2 separate regions of the Mus musculus genome follow, and region 1 is linked to region 2. Evidence: chromatin contacts called from public HiChIP or PLAC-seq data. All regions are on one chromosome and are shown on one strand. Each heading gives the region's core, a stretch centred on a gene start, on an enhancer-like site or on the middle of the called end of the contact. The rest is flanking DNA. Distances are from core to core; before and after follow the strand shown.

What was found. HiChIP or PLAC-seq counts read pairs in DNA pulled down with a chosen protein or histone mark.
Region 1: a contact with region 2 is called in an H3K4me3 HiChIP or PLAC-seq map of pro-B cells, with 3 times the contacts expected there. The contact joins the enhancer-like site here to the promoter of Sumf1 in region 2. A contact is called at or near these places in 9 of 39 promoter capture datasets (the 3T3-L1 cell line, the C10 cell line, cranial neural crest and 4 more), 3 of 15 datasets of contacts at CTCF or cohesin (the NIH/3T3 cell line and large pre-B cells), 2 of 484 Hi-C or Micro-C datasets (muscle stem cells and nephron progenitors), 10 of 115 datasets of contacts at active chromatin or transcription factors (bone marrow-derived macrophages, embryonic basal ganglia, embryonic stem cells and 7 more) and 2 of 9 other capture datasets (adipose tissue and embryonic stem cells).

Annotation. Positions count from the first base shown.
Region 1 is chr6:108,715,448-108,719,823 of GRCm38.p6, forward strand. It overlaps Gm35359 (a long non-coding RNA gene), which reads right to left. Exons shown (of 3, transcript XR_377955.2): 2 at 3,079-3,205; 3 at 2,084-2,481. Among named protein-coding and RNA genes, the nearest start is that of Gm35359, 14 kb to the right of the region's middle. Within about 2 kb of position 2,149, at least 45 of the 459 cell types and tissues checked have an H3K27ac peak or open chromatin away from gene starts, as enhancers often do. A contact at or near this core is called in pre-B cells and pro-B cells, where this site is marked.
Region 2 is chr6:108,182,659-108,187,090 of GRCm38.p6, forward strand. Sumf1 (sulfatase modifying factor 1) reads right to left here and starts at 2,925. Exons shown (of 9, transcript NM_145937.3): 1 at 2,635-2,925. The coding sequence starts at 2,898.

The sequences.
Region 1 (4,376 bases), core at 899-3,398, 530 kb after region 2:
TTTTTCAGTACAAGGGCACCCAACAGCAGTGCCTGGGTTGAGAAAAAGGTGTGAGAGTATCTCTGGGCAAGAGAAATGGGAAGCAGATAACTACAGTTTGTTCGGCCACTGGTAGCCATACCTCATTGCTCCAGCTCCAGAGACCTGGGTCTTCCTTCATTGCTCACTCAGATAGCAAATGATGTCATCTCTAATCTGTGACAGCTGGGCTGTTTTTAAACCAGGTCCTCTCTGAGGCTTCCATACAAAGGAGGAGGTGGCCCTGTGTCTTGAGTGCAATGCTAAGAGTCTATAAAAGTTATCTGCACTAATGCTGTCCTTCCAGGGCTCAGAAGGCCAGTAGCAAAGATAGCTGTATTTTCTTTCAGAAACTCATAGAAACTGTGCTCAACCTTGGTGTTGTAAGCCTTGGATACAGATCCAAGCCCTGGCGCAGATCAACTCTAATAACATCTCTATGTATGTATGAATGTATGTATGTACGTATGTATGTATATATTTAATGTATATGAGTACACTGTAGCTGTCTTCAGATACACCAGAAGAGGGCATCCACTCTTATTACAGATGGTTGTGAACCACCATATGGTTGCTGGGAATTGAACTCAGGACCTCTGGAAAAGCAGTCAGTGCTCTTAACCACTGAGCTATCTCTCCATCTCATAACACCTCTTTATATTTGTCCTTTTAGTATGTTGCTATGGCTTTGAGACAAGGCCTTGCTGTAGTAGCCCAGGCTGATCTGGAGCGTCTGTCCTCCAGCCTTAGCCTCCCAAGCAAGTAGTAGAATTCCATACCTGCTAAATGGTGTGTGTGTTTTTTTGTATGTGTGTGTGTGTAGGTTTGTTTGTTTGTTTTTTTTTTTTTGAAACAGGATCTTACTACATAGAAGAGGCTGACCTGGAACTATGTGGCATATATATAGTGAATGAGTGTTTTACCTGCATTTATGCATATGTACCATGTACATACCTTGTGCCCATGAAGGTTAGAAGGCATCAGATTCCCTGGAACTGAATTTATTGATAATTGAGCTGCCATGTGGGTGCTAGGAACCAAACCTGGGTCCCTTTCAAGAGCAACTGGTAGTCTTAACTACTGAGCCGTCTCTCCAGCCCCTTAACTCACTGTTTTGAAGATAGGATCTCATCATGTAGTCCAGGCAGTCTTTGAACTCCATATATAGCTGAGGATAACCTTAAACTGTTGATCCTCCTGGCTTCCTGTCCGGAGTATTGGAATTATAAGCATACACCTGCACTGTCAGTTTATGAAAGGATGGGAAGGAAGCCCAGAGTGTGCATGCTGGGTACTCTGTCAACTGAGCTACATCACCAGGATTATATGGCTCTGTTGTTGTTGATTGCTTCCTTCTTCCTTCCCTTCCCTTCCCTTCCCTTCCCTTCCCTTCCCTTCCCTTCCCTTCCCTTCCCTTCCCTTCCCTTCCCTTCCCTTCCCTTCCCTTCCCTTCCCTTCCCTTCCCTTCCCTTCCCTTCCCTCCTTCCTTCCTTCCTTCCTTCCCTCCTTCCTTTCTTCCTTTCTTTCTTTTTCCTTCTTCCTTTCTTTCCCTCCCTCCCTTCCTTCCTTTTCCTCCTCCTCCTCCTCTTCCTCCTCCTTCTCCATCTTCTTTGAGACAAGGTTTCTCTGTGTATCCCTGACAGTCCTGGAACTCATTCTGTACATCAAACTGGCCTTGAACTCAGAGATCCACCGGCCTCCGTCTCCTGAGTTCTGGGATTAAAGAAGAAGTGCACTGCCACTGCCTAGCTCCTGTATGTTTTTAAAAACATGCTAAAACAGACTTTTTTTTCCCCATGGGAATTGGCATTGCAATATTAGGGGCCGATACTCTGGCGAGGAAGTGAGGAGGATCAATAGTTTAAGGTTATCCTCAAGAATGGGTTCGTCCTTTTGGCTTTTGTGATTGGTTTTCACTCTGTAGCCCAGGCTTGCTTTGAACTCTTGGCAATCCCCAGGTTCATTCTCTCAGGTACAACGATTTGAAGTGCAAGGCACCCGTCTTGCTCCTTGTTACCCTTCAGCTGACAATCAACACCTTCTCAGACTCCAACGCTGTGTAGGAGTCTACAGGGGAAAACGTAAGAACAGTGCCTTTGGCAGAGGAAATGCTACCTTGGAGGGAAAGAGGTTGTCATGAGCCCCTGCTGTGTGTTTTAAGAAACGCTCTTTAACTTGAGACTTCCTGTCTCTCCTGAAATTGCACCAGCAGGCTAACTATTCTAGGCATACCACCAGCTGGACATGAGGTCCCATGAGAAACAGTCAGAAGGGATTGAGGAGGTTTACTTGATAGCTGAGCAGCACTTGAAAACCATTTTCAGTATGCAGGCCCGACAGAGGAAAGAGCCCCCAGGGGTCAGGGCCTCCCGGGGGAGCGTCACCAGAGCACCTAAGGAAGTGTCTTCAGAGCAAGGGGAAGTGAACTGGCCTCTGGGCTCTGTCAGGTGGCTGTGGTTCAAGCTAAGGAGAGAAGATCAGGTGTCAAAGGTGTGGTTAAGGTGACTTCTGATGTAGAAAGTAAACTTCAGGGTTTCAGATGGAGGCTGGGGGGGGAGGCGGGGCTCAGGGTCTGTGCAGTGACCCTACAGATTCAAAGACCTTTTCTTCTCTTCCCTTCCCTCCCCCTCCCCTCCTCTTCCCTCCTTCCCTCCCTCCCTCCCTCCCTGCACCCTCCCTCCCTCCCTGCCCCCCCTCCCTCCTTCCCTCCCTCCCTCCCTGCCCCCTCCCTCCCTGCCCCCTCCCTCCCTCCCTCCCTGCCCCCTCCCTCCTTCCTTCCTGGGTTCCTGGAGATCCATAGTCTACTTTTTAAGTGTGTGTGTTGGGGGAGGTTTATTAGGCTCCGGGATTACATGACCTCTTCTGCACTACTGGAGATGGAAGCCAACCTAGCTTCTGTGCACCCTGAGTAGAGCTCTATCTTTGAGTGACACTCCTAGATTCTAGATCATCTTTGGAGATCTTTTTGGACGTCTGGCCTCTAAGCAGGTGACTCAGAATTATCTCTGAGACCTTGCTCAGTTCTCAGAACTCTTCGTTTGGTTAGAAGTGTCAACCTACCTCTAAGCAAGCCAGGACTCAGTTCCTCTGCAGTCCAGCCTCTCTGGACTTCTGACTCTCAGCTTTGGCTTTGCCATGAGTTTCTGTACGTTGCCTTCTGGAACTTGGCAACCAGCATCCCCAGCCACTGGAAAGAGAGTGTATGGCTCTCAGCATCTGTCTATCCATCCCAGGTGAGGATGCAGCCCAGCTGGCTGGCTGGCCACTTATGCTGGATGGGGGCTAGAATTCAGTGATTGGCTCAGAAGAAGGGGTCCCAATGAAGAATCCCTGTTTCTGAATGTTGGTTTTAGTTCAAACATACTGCATGTATTATCTTTGCAAACTGTGGCAAGAATGATGAGAAGAAGGTTTGTATTACCGCTGGACAAATGAGCAATGGAAGCCCAGAGATGCTAATTCACTTTCCCACAGCGGTACAGTCAGACATAAAATCTGGGGCAGGCTGTCTATCTGGACATACCCTTTGAGTTCCTTCCCATCTCTGACAATTAACCTAAAAATGGAGAAGTTGGTGTAGGGTTTAGACAGAATGAAACTAGGCTCTTTACACACCAAGGGTGAGACCAAGGCACAAGTTCTGAGGCTGGTGACAAAGCATGCTGGTTAGGAAGATAAGGAGCCTGAAGCTGAGCCTCACCTTACCTTTGCCACCTGCCAGCCTCCCACCAGGAGGCTCCCAAAGATATCGATACAACTTGGGGATGTTCTGAATTCTCAGAAGATACATCCAACCAACTGTGGCAATCCCAACAGGCTCTCTGGCTACAAATCCCTCCCCTTTGGATATGAACTAGACTCCAAGCCCTGACAACCTCCTCCTTCTGAAGGCGCAGGGAACATTCCAGAAGAGGGAACAGAAACAATGTAAGATCTGGAGCAAGGGGGGAGTTCTGTGAAAGGCTATCTTCCGGCAACCAGACAAGGCTGTTGCACTTATAAACTCTGCAGCTGTACACAAGACCTGTACAAAGGCAGACCAATAACTCACTCAAAACCCCCGCAGGCAGCACTCATTTGGCTAAACAAACAAAGGAAAACACAGAAAGAACATGAAGGTGGGAAGGGGGGATGTTGGGAGAGTAGTGGGGCGGTGGGGAGCTGGGAGTTGATAAGGTCAATATACATTACTTATATGTATGACATTGTCAAAGAAAACATAAAAGATATCCTAATAAAAAGAAAAAGCAGTCTGGCATTGGTAGCCCATGCCTTTAATTCCAGCACTCAGGAGGCAGAGGGAAATGGAACTCTGTGAATTTCACGCCAATCTAGTCTGCAGAGTGAGTTCCAGGACA
Region 2 (4,432 bases), core at 1,675-4,174:
GGTCAAATGAAAACACCATTTTAATTGTGTCTTCATGGGAAGACCAGTGTCCAATAATCCACTCTCCCCTGTGTCTAACGAGGAATTCAAACCCTCTTCTTCTGCTGCTGCTACTACTCAGGACAGACTCATAGGGGCTGGTGAGATGGCTCAGAGTGTGAGGCCACTGATTGCACAAGCCTGGCAAGCTGAACATGATGCCCAGAGTCCATGTAAAGGCGGATAAAGAGATCTAACTCCTTAAAGTTGTCTTTTGACCTTCATAGAAGCATGTATATAAACATAAAACCATACACACACACTTACCAACCATGTACCTTTAAAAGATTGAAACATAAAGTAGACAAAAATCATTCCATTATCACAGAACCACACTGTGAGCAACTACTAGGTTTACATGGATCACTCAACTACGTGTCTTGTGACAAAGGCTTGAGTTCAGCATGCACAGTGACCCAGGACAGCCATGTTTCCAGTCTCCAGTGAGTGAGTTTACTAGGTAAATAACAGGCTTTTAGAGCATCAGATCAGATACAGTATCCAGCAGAAACTGTCTAGGGAAGCCCAAAGCATCAAAGAATCAGCTGAAGCCTTTGATCAACAAAAAACTGTCCAAGGCAGAAAGTCTCCTGGGTGAGACTTCCCACTAGCCATTCCCAACACAGGCTTTGTTTCTCCCTTTGTATCAAGAAATAAATAGTAGCTAAGTCTCCCTTGTGGGAAAGTATCCCCCACCAGTATTCCAGGATACACTGTTTCATCCATGCTGGGATAAGGGATCTTGAAGAACACTCTGAAGACAAACATGCTTGGGTCTAACATGGGGGCGCCAACATCACCCCCAAGCAAACTTCTCAGTGAGTTTAAATAGCATAAGACAACTTATTAGTTTGATGTATCTATTCCAGATGGCCAATTCTTCTGACCACAATAATTCAACTGGGAACAGGACAATGGCTCAAAGTTTACCTGGGAACTTTTCCTGGAGCCACTAAGAAGGAATTCTTCCTCTTCCAACTGGTTTAGGAGGTGGGATGTCCTCTATACAACAGACCTAAACTAATGTAAGATGGCTAAGGGACAGCCAACAATGGGCCTGGGGATGCTGCCTGGTGCCCTGGATCCAGCTGTGTCTACAATCATGTGCTGTCTCAATCTTCCCAAGTATAGAGAATCCATAAATCTCTCCCTCTCATTTGAAGCTATCCTGATTCCATTTGCTACTGTATGATTTTTTTGTGCATAAAACTAAAATAAACTCATATAAAATTATTTTGCAGGGCTCTTTTTCCATTGCCTACTTTCTACTGATTGAACTTAACACAAAAGGCTCAGGCAAAAGAAATCTGTATGCCAACAGCTATAATAGCTACACAAAACTTGGTCCAGCCACAGTATACAGACATTCCTCATAGGTGGAATACGATCCAAATTTCCAGCACTAATGTTTGACTCATGAAGCTTCAGTTGCCTCACCTATGACCCAGAAGACGATGGACTGCACAGGATTCTCTGGGTACACAGTAGAAGTATATATTTACAAAGGCTTTCTTTGAAAAGTGCCCGATAACCTTCACCCCCAAAATAGCCTCTCAATAGTGTAGCTACCAATAAATAAATAAACAAACAAACATCACTCAAGAGATATTACAGAATGTCTAAAATAGGTTAGGCACTGGGATGGGAGGAGGGGGGCAAATCCATAGAGAATAAATCAGATCTAAAACTCTTTCCATCATCAAGTAGGTAACAGAAAAACAACACTGCACTGCAGTAAGCAAAATAGACAAGTGGCCACTGGGCAACTGCCCTCCAAAAAATGCTGTGGGGATTTATAGACAAGCATCTTTAGTTGTCGCACTGCTACCTACCACTGAGTCAATCTATGGAAATATTGAAAGGGAGGGAAGACCCACAGGAGATGTTACCCCTCACCAACTCCTGAACTTAAGTGCCAATTAACATAGAGGAAAGAAAAGAGACCTGGGAAACAAGGATAGACTGGATAGGAGTACAAAAGAAAAGTGTTATTCAGAGGGCCTGGGGTGAATTCCCTAAAGCTAGCAAGTAGAATGAAGGTCCATTTCTATATTCACTGTTTTCATCCGTACATACTAACATCTAACACACCTATGCACTACACAAAGACATAAATAAAAGCAATAAAGTACACTCGGCTCCATACTTCTTTGCAGTCGGAGTGCTAAGCACTACAGAATAAATACAAGTCTGCGAGCACAGTGAGTTTAAGGCAGTGTTGGAGACTCAGGCTCCACAGGTACTAAAACTAGAACTTAAACCCGAATCCATCAGACTTTTCCTGGAGCTCTGCAGCAGGAGGGCGGAGTGGAGGAAGGGGGAAGTGGGCAAGAAGAGGTAAGAAAGAATGGACAGCACTCTTCAAGCTAAGCTCTCTTAAGTTTTAGTGATAAACACAGCCACAAACCCCTGCCCATCTCCCAGTGGGGGGGGGGGGGGCAGGGGGGAGGACATCTGTCAAATGAGATCTGTAGCTGAGAGACTTGGGATGTGGTTCGACCCTTTCCAGGAGTTCCGAATCCCCCCTCTTCTGGCCCAGCGAGGCCTCATGCCGTAGCCAACGACACCCACACGCCCCAGGAATGGAAGGCGCACCTTGGTGAGCGCGAGCGGTCGCGGGCCTGAGGTCAGGCCCGGGGCGTTCGCCTCCCGGGAGTAGCGCTGCGCCGCCGCCGAGCTGCCATGGGCCCCGGCCCTCTGGGGCGTTCCGCAGCCGCACGAGCCCGCAAGGGACGCCGCACCTTCCCTGGCCTCGGCCTCATCGCTTCCCGCCACCTCGCACGCCAACACCAGCAGCAAGAAGACTCGCGCCAGTCTGATGCAGCAGCGGAGAGCCGGCTCTCGCGCGGGCGCAGCCATGTTGTTCCCGGAGTCATGTGACCCATGGAGATCACGTGACCTGTGGTGCTTAAAGCAGCGGCTTTGGCTGACATAGGTAATAAATAATAGCCTGAGACTGCTTCCAGGTAGTTAGCCAGAGTTTGCCTGCTAATGTTAAAAGCATGCAAACCACAACAAAGCTCTATGATATTCAAGGCCTTCCGCAGACAATGTGCCCCTCTCTAGTTTCGTGGTTGAAAGCTAGTTGAATTTATTCAGCATTTGCTGAGCACCACTACCTTACTACATAAACACTCATTTTTTTTTTTAAGTACTTAGTTCTCGTGATGCTGCTACATTGTGTTGACAGGACAATTAAGTGGTCTGCTCAAATCACGTATCAAACATGTCAAAACCAAAATCTAACTCCAAGGTATCTAACCAGAAACCCTGAATTTTGAGCTCTATAAGCAATTCAGAAATTGGACTTAGGAAAGTGAGCATAGTGAAAAAGACCAGTGAGTAGAGTTAGGTAAATCTAGACTATGAGATTGTATAAAATAACACTTCGCAAAGTTTGGACTGATAGGTTATTTCTCCACTGGTAAAATAGACCAATAAATGCCAAATTAGAATATATTGAAGATAGGTTTATTGGGAAGCTGCTCTTGAGTGAGTTCACTGGCCCCCAAGGACCAAGGCCAGAAACATCACCAAGGTGGGGGGTGGGGAGAAAGAGAGAAAGGGCACACAGGGCAGAGAGAGAAAGTGAAAGAAAATTAAAATTCAAGGTCCATGACTCATGCGGCTTGCTAGTTAGGAGGGCTTTTTGGGCCTAAGACAAAGAACAAAGGCTGTAAAGTCATCCCAGGAACCAACTAGCCATAAAGATAGGGAAGACATACAAGAATGTCCGGACTGGCCTGGCGCCTCCCTATCTCCAACCCCCACCTATGTTCTTTCAAGAGGAGGAAGAGGAGGAGGAGGAGGTGAAAGGGGAGAGGAAGGGGAGAGAGGGAGAGAGAGAGGGGTAGAGAGAGAGAGAGAGGAACAAATGTCTGGATTATATAGGGAAGAGCAGGCAGCCAGGGGCCTACTTGGGGACAGGGTATGCCCAGTAGGAACCTAAGTATGCTGGATTAACCTGGAGGCCAGGTCTGCTTTGATTGTAAAATATGCACCTCAGTCCCTTGTCCCGGGTCCAAAGCCAAACCTGGACCATAGCAACAGTAAGAGCATCACCTGGTAACTTACTGGAAAGACAACACTTGCTAAGAGAGATGGTTTTAGCCATGGAAGAGGAGTGACTGCTCTTCCAGAGGACCAGAGTTCAATTCCTACCATCCACCAGGCAGCTCACAACTGTAATTCCAAGACCTAACACCTTCACATTGATATACATGCAGGCAAAACACCAGTGCACATAAAATAAAAATAAATAAATAATATTTTAAAATGCAACACTTCATCAGAATCTATTGGAAACTGGACACAGCATAAAAGGGGGCCGGGGCAGGTGTGTGCCAAGGCCAGAGGACAACAGGCATCCTGATCTATGACTCTGTTAAGCAGA